2 separate regions of the Rattus norvegicus genome follow, and region 2 is linked to region 1. Evidence: chromatin contacts called from public Hi-C data. All regions are on one chromosome and are shown on one strand. Each heading gives the region's core, a stretch centred on a gene start, on an enhancer-like site or on the middle of the called end of the contact. The rest is flanking DNA. Distances are from core to core; before and after follow the strand shown.

Region 1 (5,866 bases), core at 1,874-4,373:
GTCAGGCATGGTGGCTCACACCTGCAAGGATCTCGGGGTCATCAACTACATAACCAGCTTGAGGCCAGAGGAGCTTACACAAAGCAAAACAAAATAACCTCCAGTGTTGCCAGAAAGCCAATGTCGCTGCACAGAAGAAACAGGACACACCCTTTCTGGAAAGAAACATCTGTCAGACGCCTTTGCAAATACACATTTACCTTGACACAGCTGATCCACAATAGAAACTCATGCAAGGAAATGGTCATTAAGCCAAGTTTTAACCTCAAAGAAGTCCACTGAGCAATATTTACAATAGTAAAGTTGTCGAAGGAAATGAATTATCTAATGCCAGGAGATTAATTATATTAACTTTGCATAAATAACCATACTAAATAGATTTAAGAAAGATGTCCTAACAATATCGAAAATAACATGAAATATTCCTGATATCCACTAAGAGAGGCTGGGTCCCACATCCAGTGTCTCAACCTCGACTGGCCACTCTGACCTGCACCATAACCAATCTCCAGACTTCAGCCAGGACTTGGGATGCCTAACCCCCAACCAACAGATTGCTACCACGCCACATCCAGTCTCTCCATACAGCTAGGTCTACCCCATTCTCCAAGGCTACACTGGGTATACACATCCTGTATGCTCTCCCAGTATCTTGTGCCCAGCAAACTTCATTCAACCTAAGTCATTTTCAACATCTAGGCCCAACTTGTCTACACAGCACTCCTCTTACCCAACTTGCTCTGTCCATATCACAAACAGAACTAACAAATGTAGTCTACCTGCCTAGGTCTCATCACAAAAATATAAATAATATCCAGTCTAAAACCTACCAGTCCTGTAGAAGTGTTTGCCAATGAGAATAACCTGGATGAACCTGAGGACACAGAATTTAAAAGAACAATAATAAACTTCATTAAGAATTCAAGAAGTGGGCTGGAGAGATGGCTCAGCCGTTAAAGGCTAGGCTCACAACCAAAATATAAGAATTCAAGAAGTTTAAAGAAGACAGAAAGTAAATCTTTAAGGAGTTGGTAGTTTAAATGAAAACGCTCCCCCATTACACTCATACATATGAGTGCTTAGTCACCAGGGAGCAGAACTGTTTGAGAAGGATTAGGAGGTGTGGCCTTGTTGGAGGAAGTGTGTCACTGCGGCCGGGCGTTGAGGTTTCAAGAGCCCATGCATGCCCAGATCAGTGTCTCTCTCTGTGCTTGCTGCCTGTGATCAGGATGTAAGGCCCTCAGTTACTCCTCCGGCACCATCACCGCTTGCCTGCATGCAGCACACTGCCTGCCGTGATGACGGACTGACTCTCTGAGGCTGTAAGCAAACCTGTAATTAAACGTTCTCTTCTATTGGTTGTCTTAGTCACGGTGTCTCTTCACGACAATAGGACAGGAACTAAAACAAGGAGGATAAATGCCTGGAGTGATATCCAGGGCGACGTAAGCATAGGACTGGTGGAGAGGATGAAGACAAACCAAGGCTCGAGAACTGAGTAAAATCACCCCCACCCACGAAGAGTGGCTGATTTCAATCCCTACCTTTCTCCAACAGACAGGCCACCTGGACAAAAATAAACTGAGAAGCATCAAATCTAGCTGACACCACACATCAAATGGGCTTAATACATTACCTATAGAATATTCCATCAAAACACCAAAGAATAAACACTCTACTCAGAAGCACATTGAAGCTTTTTAAAATAGACCACATCCTGTGACAAAAACACACCTTCACAAATTCAAAGATATTTAAACAACTTCGTGTGCTCTATTGGACCACGGTGCAATAAACTTAAAATTAACAGTGAAAGAATCCCTGTAATATACCAACCCATGAAGATCAAACAATGACAGTACTGAATGATGAATAAGTCGATGAAGAAATCAAGAATAAAAAAAAATACTCTGGAACTAAACAAGAATTAAAACACCACATACCAAAGCCTCTGGGACACACTGAAAGCCATTCTGTGAGGGGAAATTAGAGCGTTAAGCGCTGACATTAAAAGCCAGAAAGAACACAGCAAACGACTTGACAATGTAACTCAAAACCAAGGTACACCAAGATCAAACCAAATGCAAGCCCAGCCGAAGACAAGAAATAATTTTCTTAATGACGGTATCTCACTGTACAGCTCAGTGAGGCTTCAACCTTGCAATCCTCCTGCCTCAATTACCTGAGTGCTGCGATTATAAAGAAATGTGTCACCAGAGTTGGCTTCAGTTTAACTCAAAATAATGAAATGATTAAATCATTATTTTTTACTCACCAAGTATTCTCTACCTAGGGGGAAAGAGAAAGTTAAAATGGCTGAGCACAGTGTTTGAAGGCATCAAGAGCTTTAGAAATGCTGGGCTCCCCACTCCTTAACTCTGGAAACTGTCTTAGCTCAACTAGCAGGTGACTGCAGGCCATAGGCAGTGTCCGTTAACCCAGTGCCTAGTGTTGATAATGAAGTATGCAGAAACAATAATTCATTGAAAAACTTACTTTTTCTTTCTAGGTGCTTGATATGGATTGCCTACTGAATAATATCAACTGTTAGCAGCTCTTAAACAATTTCTGTTTTAGAAAACTTAATAACACTGTGTCTAGTCCTCTGATTAGGACACTCATGGGAAAATGTGCTTAGAAAAATAAATGTAAACCTAATTGCTATGTAGCAAATCATTTATCTCAAATGAGACAAGTGTAAAGTTCTCAAATGTCTCTAAATTCCTTAACACGGGACACATGATGGGACCTATTCTTGTTTCAAGATAATTACTTTGTGAGCACGAAGGGATCATAAAAATTCCACAGTGACAGAACAGAGTGCTAAAATAACTTGATAGTTAAAATGCAGTCACAGCGGCGGAAGACTGCCCACATTTCCTACAGTGACTGCTTGGTTCTAGGAGTGGGAACAATAAACAGAGGTAGGCCACTTGTGAAGGAGAGTGCATGTCTCATTAGCAAAATAATTGTCTTGCCCCAGAGAAAATGGTTGGCAGGAATGGAAGGTAAACCTCCAGAAGCTCCCAGAGAAAATGCCAACTTCCCTTGGAAGAGCCAGTGAGTCCCACAAACCCGTGGTGAGTATCTCCATCATTTGGGGAACGGCCCTCCAAGCTCTGTGCTAGACTCCAGACACCATGGCTAGCAGTTACTCTTAACCAGAGACAGACCACAAACAGACTGAAAGAAATCTATGTCAACTGAAATAGGCAGTGGTTGTTTGCTAAAGAATTTGAGGTCCTAGAAGAAACATGACCCAGAAGCAAGGCTATCAACTCTTCTATCGAGACAGGTCCTAGTAACAGACAGACAGACAAACCCAAGGAACGACACGTTGTTAATCTACAGAGCTCCCGTCAGTCACCGTGGTGCTTACTTCTCTGTCACAGTGATAAAACGTCATGAGCAAGGTAACCAATGTAAGGCTCACGGCTCCAGAGGGAGATGAGGCCAGCACAGCAGAGCACAGGCACAGCTACAAACCACACACAGGGAGGCAGGGACAGGAAACCCAGAGCTCACCTTGGAGTGGGAAGCAGAGAGAGAGCAAAGGAGAAGTGGGTAATACCTCACGCTCTCAGAGTTTGTTCTCAATGACATAGTTATTACCATCAGGAAGGCCACGTCTCCTAACCTTCACCAAACAGTGCCGCCCAGTGGGGACAAAAATGTCCAAACATCAGAGCCTGTAGGGGACATTTATTTTCAAACCACCACAGTCACTACTGATACCACTCAGATGATTGAAATGCATTTATTTTAGCAATCTCGTATTTCATTTGGCATGTGTCATACTATCTTTTGAATTCTTAAGTAATCATATTCAGTGATAAAAGATTAGACCAGAAGAAAACGTGGGCCTATTTCCCTAATTATCATCTACATTAAAAAGCCATGCTCTGGGGTTGGGGATTTAGCTCAGTGGTAGAGCGCTTGCCTAGCAATCACAAGGGCCTGGGTTCGGTCCCCAGCTCCGAGAAAAAAAAAAAAAAAAAAAGCCATGCTCTTTGAGGCTAAAACCATCTTAACGAATACCTCTTCATGCCTTTTCCAACTGCAAAGGATTTTACTGATACTAGCTCTCCAGTGAGTCTTTACTAGAGTGCTTACTTAACCTGCCACTGAATTAACTGCCTCTCAATGACAGAATGCTCTGTTTTTATGAGGCATTTTGCTTACTAACCCCAAACGTCTATCGCCTAAACATCTGGAGACTGTCAAGACTCAAAAGCCACTTTAAAACACCACAAAATGTATTTCCTAATACATATATACATATATACATATATATATATATCTGAAGAAGTTAAGTCCACACACACAAGATCATAAGAAACGTATACGGAATGTACTAGAACTAATACATTGTTTTGTATTGTTTCATGGGAAATGGCTAGCAGCTCACTTCAGACACACTGTGTAGGAGGAGAGAATGCATAGCTTATTGCAGGACAGGTTTACGCACTAACCCTGGAGAGTACAGTGTGTCTGACCAGGAGGGCTGGGACAGGCGACCCTGCTGAAGCTTTGTCAAGAAATACTCTAAATATTAAAAGCCTATGTCAACCCTTGTTCTGCTTATGAGTAGACTTGATACAATCAAGAAAAATTGGTTTCGGATGTGGAACACTTCAGGGATTTGAAGTAGTTTGCTAAATAGGAAGCTAAATCCAATTACTTTCCTAAAGATTTGGCATCTTTAACTGAAAACCAATATTCCAATTAACATTAAACAAATATCCAAGCTTATCCACATATTCCAGGCATCCTTTCTGGCTAACGACCCACTGCATCTCTGTATTTAATTATTCCCATATGCATATATACAGTCTGCTTTATACTCAAAGTATAGAAGGCAAGAAAAAAGGAACATTTTAAATTTCTTCTGTGGGCCACTCTCCTGAGCACAACCTAAATTCAACGTTCTACATACTCTCACCTGATTCCTAACTAAGTGCCTGCCAGCCTGTTTATCCTTAACACGAGGTTTCCAGCTACATAAATGACCTGTCAAAGTCACTCTTAATTTTTTTTTCATTCTGGTCCCAAATTACAACAAATTAACAAACAATGTTAAATACTGTTCTTAGCTCACTAAGAGTTTAACGCAATTCTCCTTTAACTTAAAGGGTGATGTGTAGGGAATCTTCTCTAAAGAAATAAGGAGAGCTGGGTGTGGCCTGATAGCTCAGATGCCAACGTCGGAGGCTGTTTCACAATCCATTGCATTATACGTCATGTGAATGACTGCTAGCCTCTGCCTTAATAGATACCATGACTTTTCTGATCAGGGCAAGAGAAATTCATTCAAAATAAGAAAAATCGTTTTTATTAAAACTCTGACTTAACTTTTGTAGCTGTTTACAGGTCAACCCTCTAAGGAAGAAGCAATGTACACACTGGACCTGGATGTGTGTGGAGAGGACACAGTCAGTGATCCAGGGCTTCATTACCCACAAAACAATTACTAAGTATTATGGAGTGGAGTAAGGAAGAGAACAAGAAGGAAGGTTGCCAGACCTGGCTAAGCGGTTCACACACAGAATGGGGGCCCTCAAGCCAACTCACATTTTTGTAGGAAAATTTTAATCTCAATCAGGAGTTTCTACTCCACCTTTGATCGTTGAGTTCCCGGATAAAGAGACACAAAATCATTATTTTTATGATAAACCTTTAAAGTACAAGAGCTGGGCAGACATCTACCCTCTAAACTATCAATGTCTACTTCCCTACCTATAACCTCAAGCTATAGCTCCTTATGTTCCAACTGGGCTTCTTAACTCCGATTGGCCGGCCCTCGTGGCCATGTTTTCATGACTCACCTACCCCATGGCTTCTTCTCAACTCTCCACCTCTTCTCTCC
Region 2 (5,899 bases), core at 1,779-4,278, 460 kb before region 1:
AGGTTGGAGCGACCGAAAGGGTCGGTTAATGCACTCATAACGGCCAGAGCCTTTCTCCCTTAAAGCGAGGATCCCTGGTTCAGACTCCGCCCTTCCCAGCCGGAGCTGCCCGGGACAGGGAGGTGCGTTAGTCTAATCATTCATTCACTCACGGGCCAGGGAGGGACCGCCGCAGCTAATCTCCACCAGGGCTGCCTCCGCGGCGGCCGCCCAGCTGGGCAGGCAGTGGCAGCCCGCTACCCTGCAGCGCTTCTTGCTCGGGCAACCCTGGTGTCCCCCAGTTTCAGTCTTTGATCCCTTCGACCGGCCACCCGGTACCCGCTGAGTCTCGGCCACCCCCCTACACACACACACACACACACACACACACACACACACACACACACACACCCGCCAAGCAGTGGCTGGCTCTACTCAAAAGGGGTGCTAATCTAGAAAAGAGAATTTTTATAACTACATCGTGAAGGCGCCAGGTGAGGGTGAAGGGTACTTGGAATCGATGGTCAGCTAGCCGTCTTTGGAGCCTACTGTGGGCACATGCTCTCACCAGAAGAACAACCAGCAGGTGCCCACCCCATGTTAGTCCCTGAAGTGCCTTGTGCATCTAAACTCTAATCGCTGACAAGCCTGACAAGCCTAGCTTTTCCCTAGTCTCTGACCAGTTTGAGGTAGCATTTGCAGATGAGAAACTCCTTTGACACTCAGTCCTCTGACACACTTCACCGCATATACCTGCCCCCACCCCCTCCCCCCCACCCCACCCCTGTCATCCACACTATCACTTGTTTTCACTTTCTAGCCATTTGAAGGGTTCTTTCAGTGAGTGCATCGTGCCCAACATCCCTACACAATAAGGACCACATCCCCCCCCCCCCCGTGACGTGGACAAGTGGGAGAAAGGAAAGCTGTCATTAGCTTAGCATGCTCCATTTCCCTCTCAAAACAGATTTTGTGTAAAATTTAAATTAAAAGAGACAAGAGACAATGTGGTTACATGCCCCGCCCCCCAAATAACACCATGGCTAGATGCCTTGAAAGTCAAAGTGTTGAAGGTCTTTCTGATTCCCTAAGCCTACAGAAATGTTAAACTGTACACACACACACACACACACACACACACACACACACACACACACACACAGAGAGAGAGAGAGAGAGAGAGACAGAGACAGAGACAGAGAGACAGAGAGACAGAGAGACAGAGTTTTTACTTCCAATATGAACTAATTAGAAAATTAAAACTAAAAGTTAAAAAAGAATTATTTCCACAGAAAAGTACAATCGGTAGGAACCACTGTCTCTGCCATCTAAAATGATTCTCCTTCAATGAGGTCTCTAGACAAATGTATCCATTTGTATCCATGGGGACCCAGTGATCCCCCAGATGTCCATAGGCTCCGCTACATGTCCACTACAAAACTTCAAAACACCGGAAGAGCGTGCCTGTCCCTCCGACTTGCCTCCTCTGCCCTGTCTCCTCAATGTGCATGACTAATTTTAGGGGGTTGAGACTCAATGTGTGTGGCATTTCTACCATGGGTGGCTAGACTCTCCCCTTAGGGAAAAACCAGAAACCTATTCACCAGCCTTGAAGTTGTGCATGAGAAGGTGGACAGAAGCCTCTGGAAACTTGGCTCTTCTGGTGTGCCAGCTCACAGTGGCCTCCACTTCAGAAAGAGCAGGTTATCCGCAAAGCCTTATTAGGAACTCCTCCAACTCCCATGCAACTATTGGTATTGTTGCTACTCATGAGTAGCAAACTCTCTCAGGTGCCAACTGATCCCTAAGGCAAGCTGAGATATTCTAGGGTCAAATAAGACAGTCAGGGGGAAGGAAAGAGAGAGGGCAGTGAAGAAGAGGAGGAGGAAGAAGATGAGAAGGAAGAGGAGAAAGAGGAGGAGCGGAAAGAGGAGAAAAAGAAAGAAGGAAAGGAAGGAAGGAAGGAAGGAAGGAAGGAAGGAAGGAAGGAAGGAAGGAAGAAAAGAAGAAAGAGGCAAGGAGACAACCTCCACTGAAAGGCATATAGGTTTGCTTCCATATTTAAACTAAATGGCACAGTGATATCTATCCAAGTCACAAATAATCTTGGCTGGAATCCAAAGGAGGGGAAAAAAGAGGGGTAGGGATATTTGATTTGACTTTTGACATTGTGGGTAAGGAGGCCATGGGGCCCACACTCGGGGCCTAGCTTGGGCCCAGATCTACAGAGTCTCATTCTTGCTCCACACAACAAGCAAATAACGTGGACACATGTAAAAGGAGATATGTCTTAAGGCGTGCCACACCCCTCAAACTGCAGCCCCAATTTCCACTGAGAAATTCACTGAGCGTGCAACTCAGAAGGTCCCAGCTGCTTCCAGAAATCAGCTCGTCCTCTCCACAACAGAGAAAACAGACCTCTCCGAGACAAACTGAAGAGACTGTGACAACAAACACTAATTGTCCCTACGTGTAAGAAGGCTGCACTCACAGAGGGCATCCACCTGGGCAAACTGAGGAAGATGAAGGACCGGCCCACAAAGGCCCTAATTTGATGAGGGAAACTTGGAGACTGTGGAAAATATTAAAGAGCCCAGAGTGCGTTTCTTTAGGAGACAGATTATTTTTGCAGGCATGGCCAACGGTCTGGATATCGGTAACGTCGGAGGGTACCATTTTTACGTCTCTGAAAGGGTTTGGGATGGCAGCATGGATTATGCCTGCCAATTTATTATTTCCCAACCTCTCTATTGATAGCCATCTGATTCTTGCTAGGGAAAAGTTGAAGACGCTACTGCCAAGATGTTTTGTTTTGTTTTGTTTTGTTTTGTTTTAGCACTGAAGATCTCAGAGAGCATACAATGGACTCCTCCCTCATTACCTTGACAGTGAAAAGGCTAGGCTGTGAGACTAACTCAGTGGCAGAGCAGTTGCCTGACACCCAGGAGGCGCTGCGGTCAAAGGGTGAGAAGGCTAAAAGCGAAGCGGTATGGGGAGCCGGGCCACAGGACTTAATAGAGGCAGAGCCCAGTAGAAGGCTTCTGCTGGCTGTTGAACATGGTACTTCCCGTTATAAGCGCTCTGCCTTCTTGGATTATGAGTCATGGGAATTACAGGAAAAGGCTATGGGATATTTCAGATATGATGCAAAGTAAAGTTACAGAGCTGGCACAATAGCTACTCAAATATTTATGGAACTGAACCGGTCCCAAATACATGAGTTGTATGACACCATAAAAACCATGGACGCTCCCATTACTGAGGTTCCTAGTTGAACGGTGAATTCATTCTTAGGTCACCAGACTACAGTGTTTAGGGACTGTGCCGACTTCTAAGTTGCCTGCTGGAGTGCTTGGTTTATCATCTTTCGGAGTGGCTGGGATCCATGGCAGCCATGAGTTGTTCTGGAGATTATAGCAGTAGCATTTCTTGTCACTCCCAAATATCAGATGCATTGGAAATTACTGTTTTATTAAAGATGGGAGCAGTGGGGACCATGGCAAGAGCGCGATTAAAACTGAATTATTTGATCCTGAGCCCGATCCTTTTGCACAAAGGCACTTTCCCGTATCTTGTAGCCCTCGGTACTGCATCCTTCACGGCACGTCCACAGACAAAGCAGCGCTTTAAGAGGAGACTAAGATGTTTAAAAACAGCTATTGCCTGAAATAATAAAACCATTGCTTTGTTTCCATTAGAATCGATAATGGTAATAAATGCTATTTCTTCACCACCTGGCCCTGACCCATTTCAACCCCCATGTTCCCCTTTGCCTCCAGCGCAATGGAGCCTCGTTACAAATGACCTAGAAAGACACGCTGCTCACACAGTGCCTGCTCACTGGAATGCCTGGGAGCTCAATCAGTGCCACGAAAGGTCACGCATCTACCAGTTTGGCAAACAAAATAAAGTTACTGTCATCCGAAGACTTGTATTTTTTTTTAAACCCCTAAAATAGTTCCACATCAGGGACTTGCTTTGAGCAAGGGTCCTCCTACTCTTCTTTTTACCTGGAACTTACTTTGCAAGCCTTATTGACACCAAAAACCATAGCTCCACCTTGAAGAAGTAAGGAATTGACTAGAGACTAAGGACCAGCCCAGGGAATCAGGATACCAAACTAATACCTTTCTCCTGTTGGTCTAGGCTTCACTAACTACATCCTGTCAATCTTCCTTGTAGTAAACATCAACAGAGGAGAGAAAAACACGATCTCCAGCCACTGCTATAGACAGAGAATTTGGCCCAACATTGCCAACTGGGGGTGTGTGCCGCCGGATTGGTACTTAATGTGTGCAAACTTAGACCACCACTCCTGGCCATTTTTTAGTTTCTGCTCTTCCCTTCTTCCTTAATATAGAAGCTGTAATTTGTGCAGTGCTTCTGAGTTATGAACAATAAAGATCACATTTTTAGTCTTTCTTATAGTCATACTACTCACCGTAACTTATACTGCTCCTACAATTAACTTCTAACCAACGAGACAGCAATATAAAAAGCCATTAAAGGACAGATTTGTTCACCTGTCTGTCCTTCCTGCTGATGACTGGAATCCTACTATGATACGTACTTGGGACTTCAACAACCATCTTCTGTTGACAGGGAAAATGCCCAAGGGAAAGAGTAGACTCTGATGCCATGAAATAAATGTAAGGTAGGCTTGACCCCTAACTCACCCCAATGAGGGGAAATGCATATTTACCATGTTCTGATCTTTGTTAATTAGTTAGGAGTTTTTCCCCTCGGAAAATATATTAAAACCTAGAATCTTCTGAAACATTTGATATATATCAAAGACAAAGAAGAGCTCTTGTTAAACAGTACCTTACCTATTTACTTATCTTTTAACCCTTAAAGAGCCAAAGAACAAATCTAGACCCAATCAGCAGTCAGTCCTGTATACGTGTTTTGTATGACTTACCCAGACTTCATGGAATTTAAGAAAACTCTAAGTGTAATTTATTTGCCTTTGTGTGTGCATATGAACACGTGTACAAATGAGCCACCCATGTACATGTGTGTAAAGGCCAAACAGCAGGAGTCCTTCCCTATCACTACTTCTCCTGAGATGGGGTTCCTCAGTACCCCTGCACCTCAGTATCTTTCAGCTAGGCTTGCAGTCAGCTCCTATGATCCACCTGACTCTGTCCCTCCCACTTAGGTCACAGGTACACACCCTGGCTTTTCATTTGAGTGCTGGAATGTGAAAACAAGCCATCATACTTGGTCAGCAAGCCTTCTTACCCACCGTGTCATCTCCTCAGACTGGTTCTCTTTATTTTAAATAGTCTTGATCTTTGCAAAGCTGTGCTGGTGTCGTTATTTATAATGGCCAAGAGGTGATAGAAACCCAATGTCAAGCAACGGGTGAACAATAAACAAAGCATAGTGTGTGTGACACAGTGAGCATGACACAGCCTATACACAGCTTGTATGTGTACAACACTATGTGTGCATACCATTGGATGCTACACAGGTTTTAAACAGAAACAAATTTCTGTTTTTGCTACAAGGTGGATAAAACACAAGACATTATTGTAAGTAGAAGAAACCAACTTGCCAATAACATGTTTGGCCCCACCCATGAGGCACCTGTAAGAGCAAAATCATAGAATCAGGCACACAATGGAAGCTGCAGTGTCTGTGGCATGGAGTATCTTGGAGAGATCAATGTGTATAGAATTCTAGCTTTTCAGGGCTAGAGAGATAGCTCAGAAGTTAAGAGCACTAGGCTGTTCTTTCAGAGCACCCTGAATTTTGATAAACACCACTCGCATGGTAGCTCACGTCCATTTGTAACTCTATTTCCAGGGAATCCAAAGCCCTTTCTGACCTCCATGGACACCAGGTACAGTTAAGGAGCATAAACAGACAGAGAGACAAAACACTCATATGCATAAAAGAAATGAAGAACTCTGAA

What was found. A called contact is a pair of places that touch in the nucleus more often than the background predicts.
Region 2: a contact with region 1 is called in a Hi-C map of the A7r5 cell line, with 2.7 times the contacts expected there. The contact joins two enhancer-like sites. A contact is called at or near these places in 7 of 12 Hi-C or Micro-C datasets (the A7r5 cell line, the Rat2 cell line, Schwann cells and 3 more).

What each region holds. Positions count from the first base shown.
Region 1 is chr8:29,545,773-29,551,638 of GRCr8, reverse strand. The region is part of intron 19 of Bbs9 (Bardet-Biedl syndrome 9); the gene reads right to left. Among named protein-coding and RNA genes, the nearest start is that of Bbs9, 260 kb to the right of the region's middle. Within about 2 kb of position 3,123, at least 1 of the 93 cell types and tissues checked has an H3K27ac peak or open chromatin away from gene starts, as enhancers often do. A contact at or near this core is called in the A7r5 cell line, where this site is marked.
Region 2 is chr8:30,001,945-30,007,843 of GRCr8, reverse strand. No RefSeq gene overlaps it. Among named protein-coding and RNA genes, the nearest start is that of Bmper, 3.3 kb to the left of the region's middle. Within about 2 kb of position 3,028, at least 2 of the 93 cell types and tissues checked have an H3K27ac peak or open chromatin away from gene starts, as enhancers often do. A contact at or near this core is called in the A7r5 cell line, where this site is marked.